Linked DNA regions of Sus scrofa: all the other regions are linked to region 2. The links are chromatin contacts, called in public Hi-C maps. All regions are on one chromosome and are shown on one strand. The core of a region is the stretch at or near the end of the contact, and the rest is flanking DNA. Distances in the headings are between cores, read along the strand shown. Region 1 holds the start of ZNF784 (zinc finger protein 784). Region 2 holds the start of CNOT3 (CCR4-NOT transcription complex subunit 3). Region 3 holds the start of U2AF2 (U2 small nuclear RNA auxiliary factor 2).

Evidence for each region. A called contact is a pair of places that touch in the nucleus more often than the background predicts.
Region 1: a Hi-C map of liver shows a contact between it and region 2, with 5 times the contacts expected there. The contact joins the promoter of ZNF784 here to the promoter of CNOT3 in region 2. A contact is called at or near these places in 2 of 47 Hi-C or Micro-C datasets (liver and skeletal muscle).
Region 3: a Hi-C map of embryonic fibroblasts shows a contact between it and region 2, with 4 times the contacts expected there. The contact joins the promoter of U2AF2 here to the promoter of CNOT3 in region 2. A contact is called at or near these places in 2 of 47 Hi-C or Micro-C datasets (embryonic fibroblasts and liver).

The regions. Positions count from the first base shown.
Region 1 is chr6:59,739,836-59,742,650 of Sscrofa11.1, reverse strand. ZNF784 (zinc finger protein 784) reads left to right here and starts at 1,286. Exons shown (of 2, transcript XM_003356071.4): 1 at 1,286-1,399; 2 at 2,775-2,815. The coding sequence starts at 1,322. ZNF581 (zinc finger protein 581) reads right to left here and starts at 1,239. Exons shown (of 5, transcript XM_021095062.1): 1 at 1,156-1,239; 2 at 1-38.
Region 2 is chr6:55,991,637-55,994,412 of Sscrofa11.1, reverse strand. It overlaps CNOT3 (CCR4-NOT transcription complex subunit 3), which reads left to right and starts at 1,273. Exons shown (of 18, transcript XR_002344772.1): 1 at 1,273-2,776.
Region 3 is chr6:59,772,826-59,775,537 of Sscrofa11.1, reverse strand. It overlaps U2AF2 (U2 small nuclear RNA auxiliary factor 2), which reads right to left and starts at 1,348. Exons shown (of 12, transcript NM_001315804.1): 1 at 1,300-1,348. The coding sequence starts at 1,348.

The DNA of each region.
Region 1 (2,815 bases), core at 37-2,536, 3.7 Mb before region 2:
ATTTCACTGGGCAAAGAAAACCACGTGGCCACGTCTAACTGCAAAGGAAAATACAACCCTATCATGTTCCCTAAAGAGGGAGAACCGAATTTGCGCATGATCGTCACGTTCAGTCATCCACCCTGCCCTTCCAGGAAAACAATTTAAGAGTGTTCCAGCGATCTCGCATCTCTCTGTTTTAGTGGGTTTCGCAACCCTCTACAGATGTATGCATAAATGCAGGCATGGTCAGAAGTAGCGCGATGACCTCTCCAAGGTCACACAGCCGGGCCAAGGAACGAGTAACTGGACAGCTGAGCCCTCAGCCCTGTCCTTGTAACTGCCGAAAACCCCTGCCCTTGGGCTCTTGCCTTCAAAGGCGCATTTCCCAAACTTCACACAACCTGTGGATACTTGCTAATGAATCCCAGTACCACTAGTGTGGCAGTCGGTTCAGTATATTTTTGCAAAGGGACTTAAAAGTCCTTACATTTGTAACCTTTGCCTCACTGAGTTATCTCGAACCAGGGAGTAGGTGACCACAAAAACGTGTAGTGTGAACACAACAAAGGTTGTTCAATTCTGGTGTCAAGTGACCGCCAGAGCCTACTCATGGAGATTAAAAAGAGAAATTAGGGAGTTCCCGTCGTGGCGCAGTGGTTAGCGAATCCGACTAGGAACCATGAGGTTGCAGGTTCGGTCCCTGCCCTTGCTCAGTGGGTTAACGATCCGGCGTTGCCGTGAGCTGTGGTGTAGGTTGCAGACGCGGCTCGGATCCCGCGTTGCTGTGGCTCTGGCGTAGGCCTGTGGCTACAGCTCCGATTAGACCCCTGGCCTGGGAACCTCCATATGCCGTGGGAGCGGCCCAAGAAATAGCAAAAAGACCAAAAAAAAAAAAAAAAAAAAGAAATTAGAATTAGCTCACAGGAGAGTTCCCGTCGTGGCCTGGCACAAACGAACCCGACAAAATCAGGAGGGATCCGTGGTTCCGCTCAGGGGGTTAAGGATCCAGCGTTGCTGTGGCTGTGGTGCAGGCCGGCAGGTGCAGTTGCGATTCGATTCCTAGTCTGGGAACCTCTATACGCTGCGGGTTCGCCCTAAAAAGACACGTACACAAAAGAATTAGCTCAGAGCCACCCCAGCGCCCCACGCAGGCTGTCTCTTGGGGGCACTGACAGGCAATTAGGAAGAAATTCACCACTTTCTCCCTGGGGATGGAGAGAGCCAGCTCCCGGGAAGCCCCGCCCCTCCTCCAGGCCGCCTGCGCGGGGCCCCGACGCCAGCCTAGGCCCCACCCCCTCCGGATTGACCTCTGGCATTGGGGGCGGGGCCTGGGGACAAGATGGCTGCCGCGCGCCCGGAGTCGCCGAGTCTGAGCTCAGCGGGCCCGGAGCCGCGATCCCCGGAACCTCCGGACCTGGTGCGGGCGAGGAAGGGCCCCGGCGCGGGGGCTCTAGGCGGCAGGAGGTCGCAGGGGTGGGGGTGGGGCTTAGAGCTGGGCGGGGGAGGTATTTAGGGCTATGGCCCTGGGGGCGGGGCTTCTCGTGGGGGCGGTGTGAGGTTGGAGGGGCGTGGCCGGAGGAGGAGGGTGGGCGGGCCAAGTCAGAACTGGAGAGGGATCCACCCGAGCGAGGAGTCCGAGGGATTGAGTTTGTCTAATGAGGGGGCGGAGCCTTCAGAGGGCGGGACCTCATGAATTTTAGGGTTCCGGAACCTGGGTGGAAGGTTGGGAAGGTGACCCTGGAAGAGAAGGGTGTGGGGTTATGGTTGGGTCACCCACTTCGGGGTAGGGGGATGATTCTGCAAGAGTCTAAGTGCTACCCAAGAGAGGATTTGGGGGCAGAAGTGCCTGCTCCAGCTGCCTTTGGACCCCACTCAGGCTGAGAGCGTATCTGAGGACAGTCTTTCATTCAGCAGACATTTACTGTGCTCCCACTTGGGCTAGACAGATGGAGAGGTGAAGGCGGCAAATAAACTATCCTCTTGGAGCTTGCAGCCCAGAAGAGGAGAGAGACAATAAAGAAGTCTTATTGTGTTATGTTCGATAAAGAGTGAGCTGATAGAGCGGCGCGGAGGGGAGCTAAATTTAGTCGAGAGAGAAGTCAGCTGTGTGCCGGCTTATATTTACACTGGGGCCAGAGAGATAAGCGGGAGGCAGATCGTGATGGATATGAATTAAGGCTTTGGATTTTAAGTGCAGTGGGTGTCATGGGAGGGTTGCGAATGGGAAAATGACTTCCATCTGTTCCCGTTTTCAAAAGGTCATTAAGGCTGCTTTGGGAAAATGGGTTATGAGGGAGCCAGGCAGAGGACCAGAGGCAGTCAGAGGTTCAGGACACTTGGCAAAGAATGTTTGCCTTATGAAGTTCCCCAGTGGCCCGAGGATTCCACGTTGGTGCTGTGGCAGCTTGCGTTGCTGCTGTGGCACCTTGGGTCGCTGCTGTGGCACCTTGGGTCGCTGCTGTGGCACGGGTTCAATCCCTGGCCCAGGATCATAGGCCTGCTGCGAGGGAGGCCCCCTCAAAAAAAAAAAAAAAAAAAAAAAAGGTGCAGTGAGGTAATTGGCTTTTCACTGGGATGGAGGAGAGAGATGGCTGGATCTGTGGACCATTTCAGACGGGAGGGGAAGTCTTCAAAGGCACGTAACAGAATCCCGGGCCGGGGAAGCAGCGGAGAGCTGAATCTAGAAATCGAGGGATCCAGCATGCTACAAAAGGGAGGTGTTTTAATAATCAGGTGGGGAGGCCTTGAGGCAGAGGCCACAGGCTCCTCTGTTTCTTCTCCCCCTCACCCAGGTCCTGGTGCCTGATGATGGCCGCCCGGCCACCCCCCCGAG
Region 2 (2,776 bases), core at 24-2,523:
TCCCAGGACTTCTTTTAGTTGCCCAGGAGGTGGGCGCACAGGGCAGAACCAGCCCTGTGGGGAGTGAGGCCTCTTGGGCTTCTCTGTGGGTCTCTTTCTGGCACACTGGGTCCTGAGACCTCTCTGGGACTCCCCTGTCATCACCTGGGATTCTGTGTATCTTTGGACCCCAGTCCCTCCCTCAGCCCAGGGCTTTGTCTCTGGACTGCAGTGGCCCTCTCTCAATTTCTCCCTTCCCTCACCTGAAAGAGTCTGCATACCTGGGAGTTTCATGCATTCTTTCTTTTTTTTGGGGGGGAGGGGGGAGGTTTCCAGGGCTGCACCCACAGCATATAGAAGTCCCCAGGCTAAGGGTCAAAACGGAGCTGCAGTTGCCGGCCTACACCACAGCCGCAGCAACCCACTGAATGGGGACCAGGGATCAAACCCAAATCTTCATGGATACAGTCGGGTTCATTACCACTGAGCCATAACGGGAACTCCTAGGAGGTTCTTTCTAATGGCCAAATTACCCCAGGTCACACAGCTCATTCCCCAGGTTTATCCCTGAACTTTTAAATCAGCCTTGCTTAGAAGTGACCCACCTTTGGGAGTTCCCGTCGTGGCTCAGTGCTTACTGAACCTGCCTAGCATGCATGAGGATGCAGGTTCGATCCCTGGCCTCACTCAGTGGGCTAAGGATCCGGTGTTGCCGTGAGCTGTGGTGTAGGTCGCAGATGCGGCTCAGATCTGGCGTTGCTGTGGCGTGGCTGTGGTGTAGGCCAGCAGCTACAGCTCCGATTCGACCCCTAGCCTGAGAACCTCCATATGCTACAGGTACGGCCCTAAAAGACAAAAAAAAAAAAAAAAAAAAAAAAGTGACCACCTTTGCCGATCTCTGCCTATGCGTGTGCCAGGGAAGGGCAGTCTGTGCACAGCTCTTCAGAGTCCCCTTCTCCCCTGGCCAGAAGGAATCTAACAGGAGGCCAGGGACATGGAGGTGGGAGTCTCCAGAAGGAATCTGAGTCACCTGGCCCTACCGTTCTGCATACCCTTGGAGTTTTTCAAAGGTTAACATGCTTCAGAATTGCCTGGAAGGACTCTCGAACTGGGTTTCAGAGCCCAGAGTGTCTGACCAAGTTGGTCTATGGCGGGACTCAAAGCGGTGCATTTCTAACCACTTCCCAGGTGGTGGTGATGTTGCTGGATGCAGGGACCCTACTTTGAAAACCACTAGAAAATTCCCTACCAGATGAGCTGCGTGTTGGAATCAACTCCGGGGTCTTTAATCACTCATGTCTGGTTCCCTTCCCGAGAAACTCTGATGTAATCAGTCTAGGGCAAGGCCTGGGTATCTGGATTTTTTTTAAGCCCTCAGGTGATTCTCGTGTGCAGCTAAGTTCGTGAACAACTGCCCTGGGCCCTTGCTACTTAAAAAATGTGAACTGTGGGTATCAGCGTCACCTGGGAATCTGTTAGAACCGCAGAATCTGCACTTGACAAATCTCCCAGCGACTCCTGAGACATCTAAAAAGCACTGCTCCATCCAGAGACCACACTTTGAATAACAGGACTTTGCTGCATCACTAATAATCACCCAGGAAGTTTGTGAAAATGCAGATCCCTGGGCTTTATTCCCCAGGTCTGTGTGGGCCCAAGAACAGTGCATTTTTACAAGAATGGTCTGCCTGCAGTGGGCGACTCTGATGCAGGACCGCCCATGCATCTCCCTGGGATTTACCTCACTTTCCTCCACCTAAAGGAGATGAGCATGTCTGACTTGCCGTCTTGACTGTGTGACCCAGGGCAAACGCCTCCCGGATAGTAAAGCACCAGTACTTTGCAAGCCTCAACCGCAAGTCATTCCCCGTGTTCATCCGTGTGTTCATTCAATGCAAACGGTTGCCAAGCGCTGGGCATTCAAAAATCCGGAGGGGGCGTCTCAAATAACCACGAAAATGACGGTATACTTGCAAAAGTAGATTTTCATGAACAGTGCTCGTGAGCCATCAGCAAGGGAGGCCAGGGAGAGAAAACCACCGAGGTGAGGTCTGACCGGTGTTAGGAGACAACCGTGAAGGGGCACGGGGAATCTCATCTGTACCTTCTGCAGCGCCCTCACAGCGCCAAGCAAACGGAGGTGCAGAGGAGTTACTGTTCCACGGTCACGTCACCACTCAGGGGAAGAACAAAAACTATGCCTCCACAGCGCTTCCCAACCAGTTCAGCTATGCGTGGTGCCGGTGACTTGGGACATTGTCTTTGGCTTCCTTCCTTCTTTTTCTTCCTTCTTCTGAATCTCAGAGGCATGCCAAATACAGGCACCTGGAGAAGACACTGCGGCTGACAGGGACAGGCCTGGCCCGCCAGGACACAAGCGAGGCGGAAGGATGCACCCGGGTCCCAAGCCTGCCTGCTATGCCTGGTTTCACACGCCTTAGGAGCGGGTGCCGCCCACTCGCCACACTATTGGACACGTTGCGGTGAAAGATAACAGGGCCGTCGAAGGGGGAGGGGGTGGATCCTCTTGCCCGGCTCCTCCCTCTCGGCCCAGAGGCTGTCTCGATTGGCAGAAGACTTCAGCTTGGCCCCGGCTTTGAAAGCACCTGTCCGTCTCCCATTAGGTACGCGGCCTTTAACGCCCACTCTCCATGCCTTCCTCCGCTTTCCCCACCCACTTCCCGGACCAGCCAATGGTTTCTGGGCAGAATATTCCCCCACGGCCAATTGAAAACAGCTCCAAACTTGACGGACGACTTCCCGCCCTCAATCAGCCTAGCTCCTCCCCCCGACCAAT
Region 3 (2,712 bases), core at 99-2,598, 3.8 Mb before region 2:
TAAATAAGCCGTGTAAAAGCTTAGCAAAGCACTATCAGTACTGCCATCACCATTGACTCCAGAAACCGGTAATAAAGACACATACCTATTTAACAGCCACTACACACAAGAAAAGGATTAAAAAAAAAAAAAAAAAGCATAGACGTGTTAAAGTTCCACAACTACTTAGCAACAAAGCAGGTACTAGAAGCCAAGTCTCCTCCCCTCCAAAGCCTGTGCTGTGAAGCGTTACAACGTGTACAGACACCCCGTGGGCACTCCGAAACCCGACTTCGTCTTCCCCAGGCGCTGTCTCCTCCTAAACCAGCCACCTGCTCCCAACTGCAGACTGGGCTGAAAGGGGAACCCCAGCGCCCCCCGCCCCCTGTGCAGTCCTCTGACCACAAGGAGCTTAGGCCTCGCGCTCGCCACCTCCTCCAGGCCTAAGTTTGTTCTAACATTCGTGGGGTGTCCAAACTAGTCGGCACTAGCTCGGCCTCCTACTTGGACTCCGCATCACCGGAGGGACTTTGCCTCCCATCCTCCCAACTGAGCTAAGTCTCCCTACTCGCTCCGAGCCTGTCTCTTTATCGCCACGTTGAAAAGGCGGACACACGCGGCGCCCGGAGGGTGGGCTCGTACAGAACAGGGGACCTGTCTAACTGAGGAGATATGGGGGGCAGACACGCCACACTGTGCCTGGCGCGACGGCGCGAGGGAGAACCGCGTGCGGGAGGAACACTGAAAACGCACAGTGCGGACCTCTCCCAGGAGACACCGCATCACCCACGTTAGGCTGGAAGGGACCCCGGCGACTAGCCCCCAGGAAAGGCGCGAAGGGCGGCGGTGCGAGAAGGGCCCACACCGCGGCCCTGCATGCGCCCACGTGAAGGGGGGCTCCAACCGCCATTTTGGAACAAAGGGGGCGTGGAGACACCGGCCGCGGGCCCGGCCGGAAGCGGAAGTGCGAGGGCATCGGGAGAAAAGGAGGGGTTGCGGGACCCAATCTACATAATCTCCTTTCCAAATTAAAAAAATAGAAAATAAGTCCGCAACGGACTCCCGACAGCCTGCGGCGCCCGCGCCACCCGCGCCGGGGGCCACGTGGGGCGCGGAACCGAACGCGGCGCGCATGCGCCCGCCGCCCCCTCCCCTCCCGCGCGGCGGCACGCCGGGCGGTCACGTGAGTAAGGCGCGCACCGCGGGGTGGGGGGGCGCCGTGCGGGCCTAAGGGGGGGAAGCGAGGGGGAAAATGGCGGGGGACACAGGGGGAAGCCGAGAGCCGCCCCGCCCGCCGCCCCGCACCCCCGGCGCCCTCACCTTGCTTATTCTCGTTGAGCTGCCGCTCGAACTCGTCGAAGTCCGACATGCTGAGGCGGCCGCGTAGGGCCCTGTGTAGCTCTCGCCTCGCCTTGCCGCGCGCCCGATCCGGCCGCTTCGGCTACTTCCGCCGCTTGCTTCGGCTACTTCCGGCCGCCGCCGGCGTTCCACCGCCTCCTACCTAATCAAGCCCCTGCCGCCCGCCCAGCCCCGCCCCGGCTCCGCCCCTCTCCCCGCCGGCCCGCCCACGAGGCGCACCTCCCCCCAGGGCCTGGCTCCGAAACGCGTCGGCTATTTCCGGACCGTGGAGGAGCGAAGGGAGAGGCGACTTCGGCTGCTTCCGAAAACACCCGAAGCGAGGGTTTCGCAGGCTTCTCAGGTTTTCGTAACTTTTCGGATAGTAGCTCTTCAACGTTCGGATGTTTCCGTAGGTCCTCGCATTCCTAGCACCCAGACTCCCCACTTAGAATTCAGCTTCTTCCAAGAACTCAAACCGTCCGTCTTTGGCTGCTTCCACGGATTCTACCCTCTCTTTCCCAACGGCCCTGTCCAAGCAATCGGCCACTTCCGACAATCCTAACCGTCCCGGATTTCGGCACTTTCCGAAGGTCTCTGGCGCTCCCCCTCGGGCCCAACCAGAGATTAAACCCGTTTCCAAACTTCGGCTCTTTCCGGAGATTCCAAGAGCAACCTCCTCCCCCTTTCGGAGAACTTCGGCTCCTTCCGCCACCGCCTGGGGAAGGACTCACAGCAGACACCTTCGGCTTTTTCCGTGGGCGCTTCGGCTCCTTCCGGCTCCGGGAACCAAAAAGGGAGGGAGGACAGAGGCGAGGTGGGTCAGGGGAAAGGAAAAGAAGAGGCAGGGTCTCGGCTCTCAGCACCCGGCTCTCCCTGTGGGGCGATGGGAGGAAAAGAAGGACCGATGTTGAGAAGCGCCTAAGAAGGTTTCGCGAGACAAAAGCAGCCAGCGGAGTGAAGAGTGCGCGCGGCTGCTGCGGAGGTTGCCAGCGCGGCTTTGTGCGCATGCGCAAAGTGGAAGGGGCGAGCGCGAGAGAGCCTCTGCGCCTGCGTAGAGATCGGTCTGAACCGAGACCTCTCACTGTTCGGAGAGGGGGGGCGGGTCGTCGGGGCCACAGCCCGAGCGCGCGTGCGCGAGATTTCCTTCCTCCAGGGAAGGGACTACATTCCCGACCGTTGAGCAAGGCCGCCCCCTTGCGGTTGCCGTGGCAACCACACAAGCGAGCGTTCCCCCCCCCAACCGCGCCGACGCTGCTAGCCACGCAGCGGGCACTTCCGGGAGACAGAGAATCTCGCTTTACCGCCTCCTGGAGGCAGTCTCTGTTCAGAGCTCCCCGCTCCCCTCGATGGTCGCCTCTCCCAAAAGTCATTGAGTCCCGCCTTCTGCCGCCTTGC